2 separate regions of the Ovis aries genome follow, and region 1 is linked to region 2. A link is a contact called in public Hi-C data. All regions are on one chromosome and are shown on one strand. Each heading gives the region's core, a stretch centred on a gene start, on an enhancer-like site or on the middle of the called end of the contact. The rest is flanking DNA. Distances are from core to core; before and after follow the strand shown. Region 1 holds the start of PLPP3 (phospholipid phosphatase 3). Region 2 has its middle 66 kb from the start of USP24.

The links. Hi-C and Micro-C count contacts between places; a contact is called where the count stands out from the background.
Region 1: a contact with region 2 is called in a Hi-C map of liver, with 7 times the contacts expected there. The contact joins the promoter of PLPP3 here to the enhancer-like site in region 2. A contact is called at or near these places in 7 of 16 Hi-C or Micro-C datasets (hypothalamus, liver, mesenteric adipose tissue and 3 more).

What each region holds. Positions count from the first base shown.
Region 1 is chr1:31,118,801-31,123,743 of ARS-UI_Ramb_v3.0, reverse strand. It overlaps PLPP3 (phospholipid phosphatase 3), which reads left to right and starts at 1,472. Exons shown (of 5, transcript XM_012154685.5): 1 at 1,472-1,951. The coding sequence starts at 1,813.
Region 2 is chr1:29,652,538-29,657,034 of ARS-UI_Ramb_v3.0, reverse strand. No RefSeq gene overlaps it. Among named protein-coding and RNA genes, the nearest start is that of USP24, 66 kb to the right of the region's middle. Within about 2 kb of position 2,759, at least 3 of the 54 cell types and tissues checked have an H3K27ac peak or open chromatin away from gene starts, as enhancers often do. A contact at or near this core is called in liver, where this site is marked.

The sequences.
Region 1 (4,943 bases), core at 223-2,722, 1.5 Mb before region 2:
ACCCCATAACAAGTCAGTATAAAAAAGAACATGATCAATATAATGCATAAAAAAGCTACAATATTTCTATTTCTGGATGTACAGAAAAAAGACATCTGGAAGGAATACCTATTTATGGTACTGTGTGCCCAGTTTTCTTATAGGCACTACAGAAGTTAAAAGGAAAGGCCCTTGCTTTGGAAATGTTTGTACTCTACTTGGAAGAAAAATTAAGAATTAAATACATTTTAAAATAAAATTAAAAATGAAATCAATTAAAAATAAAGTAATTTAAAAGCATATAACAATCTCTAAGGCAAAGCATTAGATCACCCCCAAACTACCCCACACCCACCTCCCTCACCCCCCGCATAGTGGTATAGGTGGGTTGGGGGCCAGTTGATCTAGTGGAGGGCTTGGAACTCCTTCACCCTGGAAACAGGAGTAAAAATCACAGTTAACACCTATACCTGGCACTGTTCTAGGCCCTGAGGTAGATTAGCTATTTAAGTCTTCACAGTTCCTCTGTTTTGGAGAAACACATTAACTCCAGTTTACATATCGGGAAATCCAAGCACAGAGCTGTGGCCAGGCCAGGATTTCAAACCACAGGTCTAGTTCCAGAGTCCTGCAGTTCTTTTCCTGCTCCTATCCTCGGAATCCTGGGCTTCCCCACCTGCGGTGCAGGAGATGCAGGAGACGAGGGTTTGATGCCTGGGTCAGGAAGATCCCTTGCAGAAGGAAACTGGCTACCCACTCCAGTATTCCTGCCTGGAAAATTCCATGGACCACGGTGCCTGGCGGGCTACAGTCCATGGGTCCATACAGTCACAAAGCGTCAGACACGATTGAGCACACATACACACACGCACCCTCAGATTTTACCCCAGTATCTGGTGCTGGGTGTTAAGATCTTAAAAACAATAAAAATAGATTTTTTTCTTTGAATATTTTTGGGATAATACGATTCAAATCAAAATAAAGACTTGAAAGCCCCAAACGTGTCATGGAGAAGAAACGCTTTTGAGCTGTACAGCTTAAACTTTTGCCTGACCCAAGGCCAGCAAGAAAATGTTTCTTTTTATACTGTTTTTTCCCCCTCCTTTTGTGACAGTTCAGTGTTTCTGAACGCTAGGGGCTCCCGGATTCTCTGGTTTGAGAGTAACTTTTCCTTTTAGGATTTTTTTTTTTTTTTTGGAAGGGGGTGGGGGAAATGTGGCCTTAATTATCCTACGTCTTAGGCTGCTTAAGGAAGGGGCTGTGCTTTCAGAATCCCTTCTGAGCCAAGTAAGGAGGTCCCTCTCTTTCCCTCTCTCTTTTTTAAAAGGACCTCGTGCAATAAAAGTGCTGAAAACAAACCCTGGTGATCACAGCGGCAGCCGCGGCGGCAGCAGCAGCAGCAGAAAGAGGAGGAGGAGGAGGAGGAAAGTTGGAGTCGCGGCAGCGCTGGAGGGTGGCTGGGCTCCGCTCAGCTCCGCTCCGCGCAGCTCCCATTCATTAAGCAACCAGGCGCGGAGGAAGGTGGCCGAGCGCCCGAGCTGCCCACTCGCAGCTTTGCGCACAGACACGCCAGCTCCGCGCGTTGCAAGCAATACAGCGCTGCAGAACTTTCCTCTCGAGAAGTTGGCTCTTTTCACCCTGGACTTTCGAACGATTCGCGGTTGAGACAGGAAAAGCAGAGGAGCTCCAGGGGGAGCAGAAAGCACCACCGCTTGCCTTTGGAAGCGGGCAGCGGGGCCGCACTCTCCCGCCGCGCCCCGAGCAGTCTTGGCCGGGAGGCGACCCGGGCGTCTGGGTGTGTGGTTGCTGTCGCCGGGCGTCTTGACCAGCGCCATGCAAAACTACAAGTACGACAAGGCGATCGTCGCGGAGAGCAAGAACGGCGGCAGTCCGGCGCTCAACAACAACCCGAGGAAAGGAGGCAGCAAGCGGGTGCTGCTCATCTGCCTGGACCTCTTCTGCCTCTTCATGGGTGAGCCCGGCCCCTCTGTCCCTCGGGCCCTCGGCGCCCGGCGCGCGTCCCAGCCCGAGTCGGGCTGCGCGCGGGGCGGCGTCTCCCGGCCGCGCCGCGCAGTCCGCCTCGGGGGCCCCTGCAGGCTTCTCGGGGAGCGTTCGCGCGGCTCTCGGCCCCCGGGTCCCCGCCCTCTCGGTTCCCGCCGCCTCCCCGGCCTGTAGAGAAGAGTTGGGAGCGCTGTAGGCTTTCGCGGGCCACTTGGCCACCGAATCCTAAAAGCCAAGCTGCAGTTGGAAACCCGGGCAGAATCCCACGGAAAGAGTGGGCTCGTCCCGCTAGGGAAGGGGAAGTCGATGGAACTGGGACCCGGAGCCGGCGTAGAGCTGGTTGGACATCCATCCAAGTAAGATGGATCTCCCGGAGCGCCGGGCTCCCGCCTGGAGAGCGCTACCTTCTCCCGGCTGAATGTAAACATCCAGCCCTTCCGCTGAGACTGCCCTGGCCTTTTCACTTGCTTTCACTCTCCTGAACGCCCCCCAGGGGTTGGGAGGGTGCTCTCTAGGGGCTTGATGCGTGGTGCCTACCCAGCAGTCACTTTTAAAGCGCCTACTGTGTACCAGGTGTTAGTTTTGACTGGCCCTCTCCGTGACTCGGTGCAGTATGAACGAGGAGGTCCATTTCACCAGTGAGGAAACTGAGGCACTGGGAAAACTAGCTACCGTCCTGCACTGGGACCAGCATTAATTGTACTCCCGAAAAGTTGAGGCAGTAGCTTGCTTCTGCTTTCCAAACTATTTGGAAGTCACAGCTAGAAGGAGTATAGGGCGTGGGGTGGGAGGGTCAGGAGGATTTGTGAACTGCCCCCGGGGCGCGGGGTGGCTATTGACACGAATATACAGGAGTTCCAAGGTTGAAGTCAGCTTAGGGTTGTTTTTTTTTTTTTTTTAAGCTAATTATGGTGAAATGGAAAGCGCGCAGGACTTGTCATCAGAACAGGGCCACTCTGCCACTTGCTGAGTGTACCACCTAACTGCCTCTTTGGCCTCAGTTTCCTTATCAATTGAGTGAGTGGGTTGAACTAGTTGCTCTCTGAGGCCCCTTCCTGCATTAAGAACTCGGATCTGGTCCAGGGGCTGTTCTGCCAACTCTGCTAACTGAAGAAACATCTGTGTTCCCAATTTCATTCCCTTAAAATAGAACTCCTGCACAGGAGGTTCAAGTCCCCTTTGAATTGGATTTGTGCACGCAGAGTGTGCAAACCAGAGGCTTCTTGGGCTGGAGTCCCGGGTCCCTGTGTTCATGACTCTGTAGCAGGGTCCTTACTGAGGTCCGTCTGTCCTTGGCTTGACTGTCCATAGTGAATTTTCAGAGTCAAAGGAAGAAGAGACTCTTGGAGTTTAAATGGAAGAATGGCCTCCTTTAGATACACAGAGACAGCTGAAGGTCAGTTGTGCTCTATGGAAGGGGAGAAAGGTGCCTGTAGAAAGGTGGCAAATCCCATTCTCACCTCTTCATACAAATTCAACATTAAGATGTTATGTAAAGGAATTGTCACTGGGGGGCCCACCTTCCTGAAGGCAACAGACTTATGCACAGTGGGGAGATTAGTGCTTAAAGTCTCCTTGCCAAGCTATTGAAGTTTTAAGAGATCCTCCCTGGTCCTGGGGGAGTACCAGGAACCCAGAAACACATTGAAGCTGTTTGCTGTAAACTTATCTGGGGCTTCCAGTCTTTACTGGTGTGTTTTGTTGGTGGAAGGGTGAACTCTTTCTAGACTGTCTGTTGCCATGTACCCTCCTATCTCCTACTTGGTGGTTAGGGAAGCAGAGCTCAGACAGTTTTGTTACCCTTCCCTCTGCTTTCCACTCTGATTTCAGAAGGCAATCCCAAGAGATGGTGTGTCTTATCAAAGGAAAAAGTGTGAAGGAATTTGCAGAAAGACACACCTATCAGCTATAGTTTAGCCAGGGACACACAAAACCAAAGATACTGTTGTGCGTTGAAGGTGTAAGTAAGGTGTACATTTGTGCATTTCAGCTCTTCATCTGTCCCGAATCTCCCTGTGTCCCTTCCAAAGCTAACATTCTATACCTAGCTGTTTGTTAAGTTTATTTACCCTTGGCCTGTTCCAGCAAATGGTTTTGTTTACTGTAAAAAATGTTTATAAGATAACAGAATCTTTTATTTTACCATAAGAATCACACAGCTCTCCATTTTAAGGGTATATGCCCTGCCATTAACATCATGTCAACCAAGTCATTTAAAATGTGTGCATATCCCCTGTGCATAGACTAAATCACAATATCACTAATTTGATGCGTCTTGACCTCCTATAATAGGAAACACTGCAAGGTAAACATTTACTTGGGAAATTTATGCAGGAGAACTCCCTTTGACTTCCAAAAGAAAATTATTAACACAACATGTGATTTTAATATTCCACACATCACAGTCCTAAAAAATTGTTTCTACTTGGTTCACTTTTTGCCTGGGACTGTCAGTCATGATTTAATTTTTATGTAGTCTATTGATCATGTGGTCAGGATTACAAAGCCCTAGTATATGACAAAAGGGAGACACAGTTTTTTGTTTATTCTCTCACAGGAATGAATATACACCAAGATTCCTCTCCTTGTGTCTGGAAAAAAATAAGAGGCAATGTGCAATATATGTGTTGTTACCTTTTTGGAATGTAAAATTCTTGGTGAAACAACAGAAGTCCACTCGCCTTTGAGAGTGAAAGGAATCTGGTGTCAAACAATCACCTGTGAGAGTTTATATCTCAGAAAATAGCTATCTTTGCCAATTATTGCTTATAAATATGGTTATGAATCTTTGCATAGTAGTTTTTCTGAAATCAATTTTGTTTTTCTTTTGGTTGCATAATATGGATGGCTTTCTGTTTTTTTTAATACAATGTTTTTGCTGTACCAGGTTACAAGAGAGCAGCAGAGACAATTCCCATACAAGGAGGAAGGAGCATCTTTTCTATCTAAGCTCTATTAGACTC
Region 2 (4,497 bases), core at 1,510-4,009:
TTCCTAAGACTGCCCCCCACCCCCGCCCCCCCACCTCCCTACGAAATCATGCCTGCCTTGGTAATCTTTAAATTCCAGTTTCACCCGATTATGCATTTTGTAAGGGGAAGAAGGAGGACAGAACCCTGAAACTGGTCCAAGAGATATCCCCTAAGTCTCGGGGCTTTGACCCATAAATTTTGGGTAGTTTGTGTTTCCTGGGGTGTGAAAACTCAATGAGCTCATATCTGTATACGATCCTTATAAAGTATTAAATATAAAGCAATAGACAGATGTGCTCAATTATATCCGACGGGGGTGGAAAGGCCACAGATGTGAAACCACATCTCCTGTGAAGAACACATTGGGCATGTCTGGACCAGGCCCTTCCTTTCCATCACAGCCCATCACATGATGTCAATCCCCAGACAGAAGTCCCGGGAAGCCCTCACATCCCTCACAGCCACCTCCGCTCTGACCTGTGAGGCCAGCAAGGGGTCCAGGCCAGGCCCCTGTGGTATCAGCAATGACTGACTGAATGGGCCATTAGGAATTCAGTCCCTTGTCAGCAAGACTGATGAAACGGATGCGCATCAACGTCATTGGAGTTTTTGTTTCAGGAATACTCTCTGCTCCAGAAAGGCCCCATGGGAGCATTTAAATCCACAAGGTTTATTTAGGGCACTCGAAGCTAAGTCAAGGATGCCAAAGAGTACGCTCCCTGGGGAACTGCTGTGCAGAGCTGCTGGCCAGAGACAGACAGACAGGAGTTGGCCAGGCCCAACTGGCTTTTCACATCCTCGCAGGACCCTCACCAAGCTCTTGGAAAGAACAGATTCAGAATTTAAGGGGTTCTTTGTGATTTTTGTCATATTTTTAGAAGACATTGGATGGCTACAGCAGGAATGGGGGTGAAGCAGCATGAGAATCCATGGAAATGACATCAGGCATGCACCCTCTCGACTTAAAGTAGAATTTCCGTTTGACTCAAGAAGGAGGGGTGGACTTCTGCTCTCTTTTCCCACTGAGCGGCTCCCACTGCCCACAAAACAGTGCCCAGCGCTCCCTAATCTGGCATCTCAGAGCCTGCCCGGCTGGCCCCAGCCTACATTTGCAAGTTTGCTTCCCAATGCTGTACTTCATAGGCTCGCACAGTCTGGCATCATACAGTCATCAGCAGCACAGGCTTCAGAGCTGACATTCCAGAGCGCTAACCTGGGCCCTGTCCCTTCCCAAGCGATGTGACTTTCGGTCAGGGGTCCAGGCTTCCTGACTCAGGTTCCACCTCCTAAAAGTAACAGCATTTGCTACAGATGAAGTACAATTATGCAGGTAAAGCCTGCAACACATTGCCTAATCCAACTTCAGAAGTCAACCAAATGCAGGTGATAACAAACCAATCTCCTGGTTATGCTGTGTCTTCAGAATCCTGCCTGCTCAGTCCTCCGCCAGTGCAGACCCACCCCAAGCCCAACACTTCCAGCTGCTCCAACCACAGGAGCCCCTCGCCTGGCTTTAACCTCCACTCCTTCCTCAAGACTCCAAGTACCCACACTCACCCTGCAAGGGCTGCCGCCAAGAGAGAGAAATACCGCCGGATTGAGCCCCAAAAGACCCCAGGTCAAGTCCCAGACTTTCCAGTGATTCACCACCTGATCTCTCACCTGTCACCCAGCATCTCTGAACTTCTGTTTCCTCTCCTCTAAAACAGGGATATCTGCCACAGGCGGAAAATCAACAGAATGACATGTGGGAAAGGACTTCACAAACTTTGAAATACCACGGAGTATTTAAAACATGGAACTACTGACTTTCAGGACAACAGTAATATAAGCAAGAAAGAGTAACTTTTTATGATCTGGTTCTGCCATTTCACTGTATGGTGTTTCTGCTGGAAGACCCAGTGAAAGTGAAAGTTGGTCAGTCGTGTCCGACTCTTTGCGACCACATGGACGATACAGTCCATGGAATTCTCCAGGCCAGAATACTGGAGTGGGTAGCCTTTCCCTTCTCCAGGGGATTTTCCCAACCCAGGGATCGAACCCAGGTCTCCTGCACTGCAGGTGGATTCTTTACCATTTGAGCTACAAGGGAAGCCCAAGAATACTGGAATGGGTAGCCTATCCCTTCTCCAGGGGATCTTTCCCAACACAGGAATCAAACTGGGGTCTCCTGCATTGCAGGCAGATTCTTACCAGCTGAGCCACAGACCCAGTATACAGATTCAAATATACTATCTGAGCCACCAGGAAGCCCTCATATATACAGGCCACTCTAGTTCACTGTCACCAATAAGCAGAATTTCCACAGGTGCCCTCTGACCCCAAAGTCCTTCTCTGAAAAGTGTAGAAATAATTTATGTTGTTGAAATGCTACTTCTCATTTGCAAGGTGCTTTTGCAGTTTACAAACCACGCATACATCCCAGGGCCTAAGGAACATCAGTTAAATGAACAAGCCAGCCAGAGTCCTTGGCAACAGCCTGGGTCTCTGATCTCCCTCCAAACCAGAAGGGCCTAGAGCTTCTGATTACTTGAAAACCTGAGAGCAACCCAGGCTCACCCACAAAGGGCCAAATGCCCGTGGGAAATGGGGTTCTTTCCAGCATCTGGTCATATGTCAAACATCAAGCTGGAGCTCTGTAACCTGGGAGGTAAAGGATTGCTTATGTTTTATTTCTCGCAAAGTACAAATCTAGTCATTCTTCTTTCCTCTCCAGCCTACAGCCTGAAAACACACTTGCAAAGTGTGTTTTGCAAGTACAGGTCAAGGTCTCTACATAGCCTATGCCACAGTTCCCTTCATTTTAACCTCTTTAGCTGACATGTCTTAGGCAACACCTAGTTCACAAGGCTTAAACTGTCCAGTTTCTTTGAGATAGGGGAAGATGTCCAGGGGAAGTAAATTTATCTGTAAGCACAAAAAGATTAGCTGATGTGTGTTTATTGCCACACAGCATCATAGCTGAGATCAGAACCTGTGGTCTTTAATGTTCTAGGCTGCCTCAACGATTTCCACTTAAACAGTGGAAACCCTGCTGAGGTAAGGAAAATGATGGGTTTTTTAAAAAAATTTATTGAGGTATAGTTGATGTACAGTATTGCAAAAGTTTCAGGTGTACAACATAGTGATTCACAATTTTTAAAGGTTATACTCCATATATATTATTATGAAATATGTGCTATATTGCCTGTGCTGTACAATACATCCTTGTAGTTTATCTATGTTTTATACAGTGGTTTGTACCTCTTAATCTCCTACTCCTATTCTGCCCCTCCCTCTCTCCACTGGTAAACACTAATTTATTCTCTATTTTATCTGTGAGTCTGCATCTTTCTTGTCATAGTCACTAGTTTGTTTTATTTTTTAAATTCCATATACAAGTATTTGTCTATGTCTGACTTATTTCACATAATATCCTCCGAGTCCATCCATGTTGTTGCAAATGGCAAATTTTCTTTTTTTTTCATGTCCGAGTAGCATTCCAGTGTGTGTGTGGGGGGGGGGGGTGGGTGTGGGTGTGGGTGTGGGTGTGTGTGACATCTTCTTTATCCATTTATCTGTTGATGGACACTTAAGTTGCTTCCATATCTTAGCTATTATAAATAATGCTGCTATGAACATTGGGGTGCCTGTATTTAATATCTTTTTCAAATTAGTATTTTTGCTTTTTGTATTTCAGATATATTGGAATTGCTGGGTCATATGGTAGTTCTACTTTTATATTTCTGAGAAACTTCCATTCTGTTTTCAGTAGTGACTACATCAATTTACATTCTGACGAACAGCATATAAGTATTCCCTGGAAACTGACTGGGGTCTAGGAAGTTAAACTGAAGTGAAAAAAAAAAAATCATTAATCAAAGCTCTGCCCCTAGTTCATTGTGTAACCTTAAATAAGTCAATTCCCTTCACTGAAGGTTATTTCTTCACTGGTTAAATGAGAAAGGTGGACTAGATGAGATAGAGCAAGTACATATCACCCTTACTCATCCACCCAAAAGCCCGGGCAGACATTGCTAATCAATCACAGCACCCATTCCCCATAAGCAGGATGCAATACATTGCTTCAGGCAATCTGTACAAGTAGATCAGACCTGGCACATGAAGTAAATACAATCCATTTACCATCCCTGAGCTAGATGATTTTTATCGGTTTTGACATTGTACAACCCATGAAGGATAGAAGCATAAAAACAGAGATTAGGAACCTGAGACCTAGCGAGCACCTGCCCAAACTTTCAGTGCCAGTGAGAAAGCATCACAAAATCTGAGTCTCCATTTCCTCATTTGTAAACAGAGTGTAACAGCTTTATTTTCCTTATTTTCAAGATCTCTTTGAAGATGAAACTCAAAACAAAAACCACATAAAACAGCTTCCTCAACGGGAAGTCCTCTAATAATCTTAGCATACTAACATTTCTTAGTGAAAGTCACTCAGTCATGTCCAACTCTTGTGACCCCGTGGACTGTAGCCTACCAGAATTCCTCTGTTCATGGAATTCTCCAGGCAAGAATA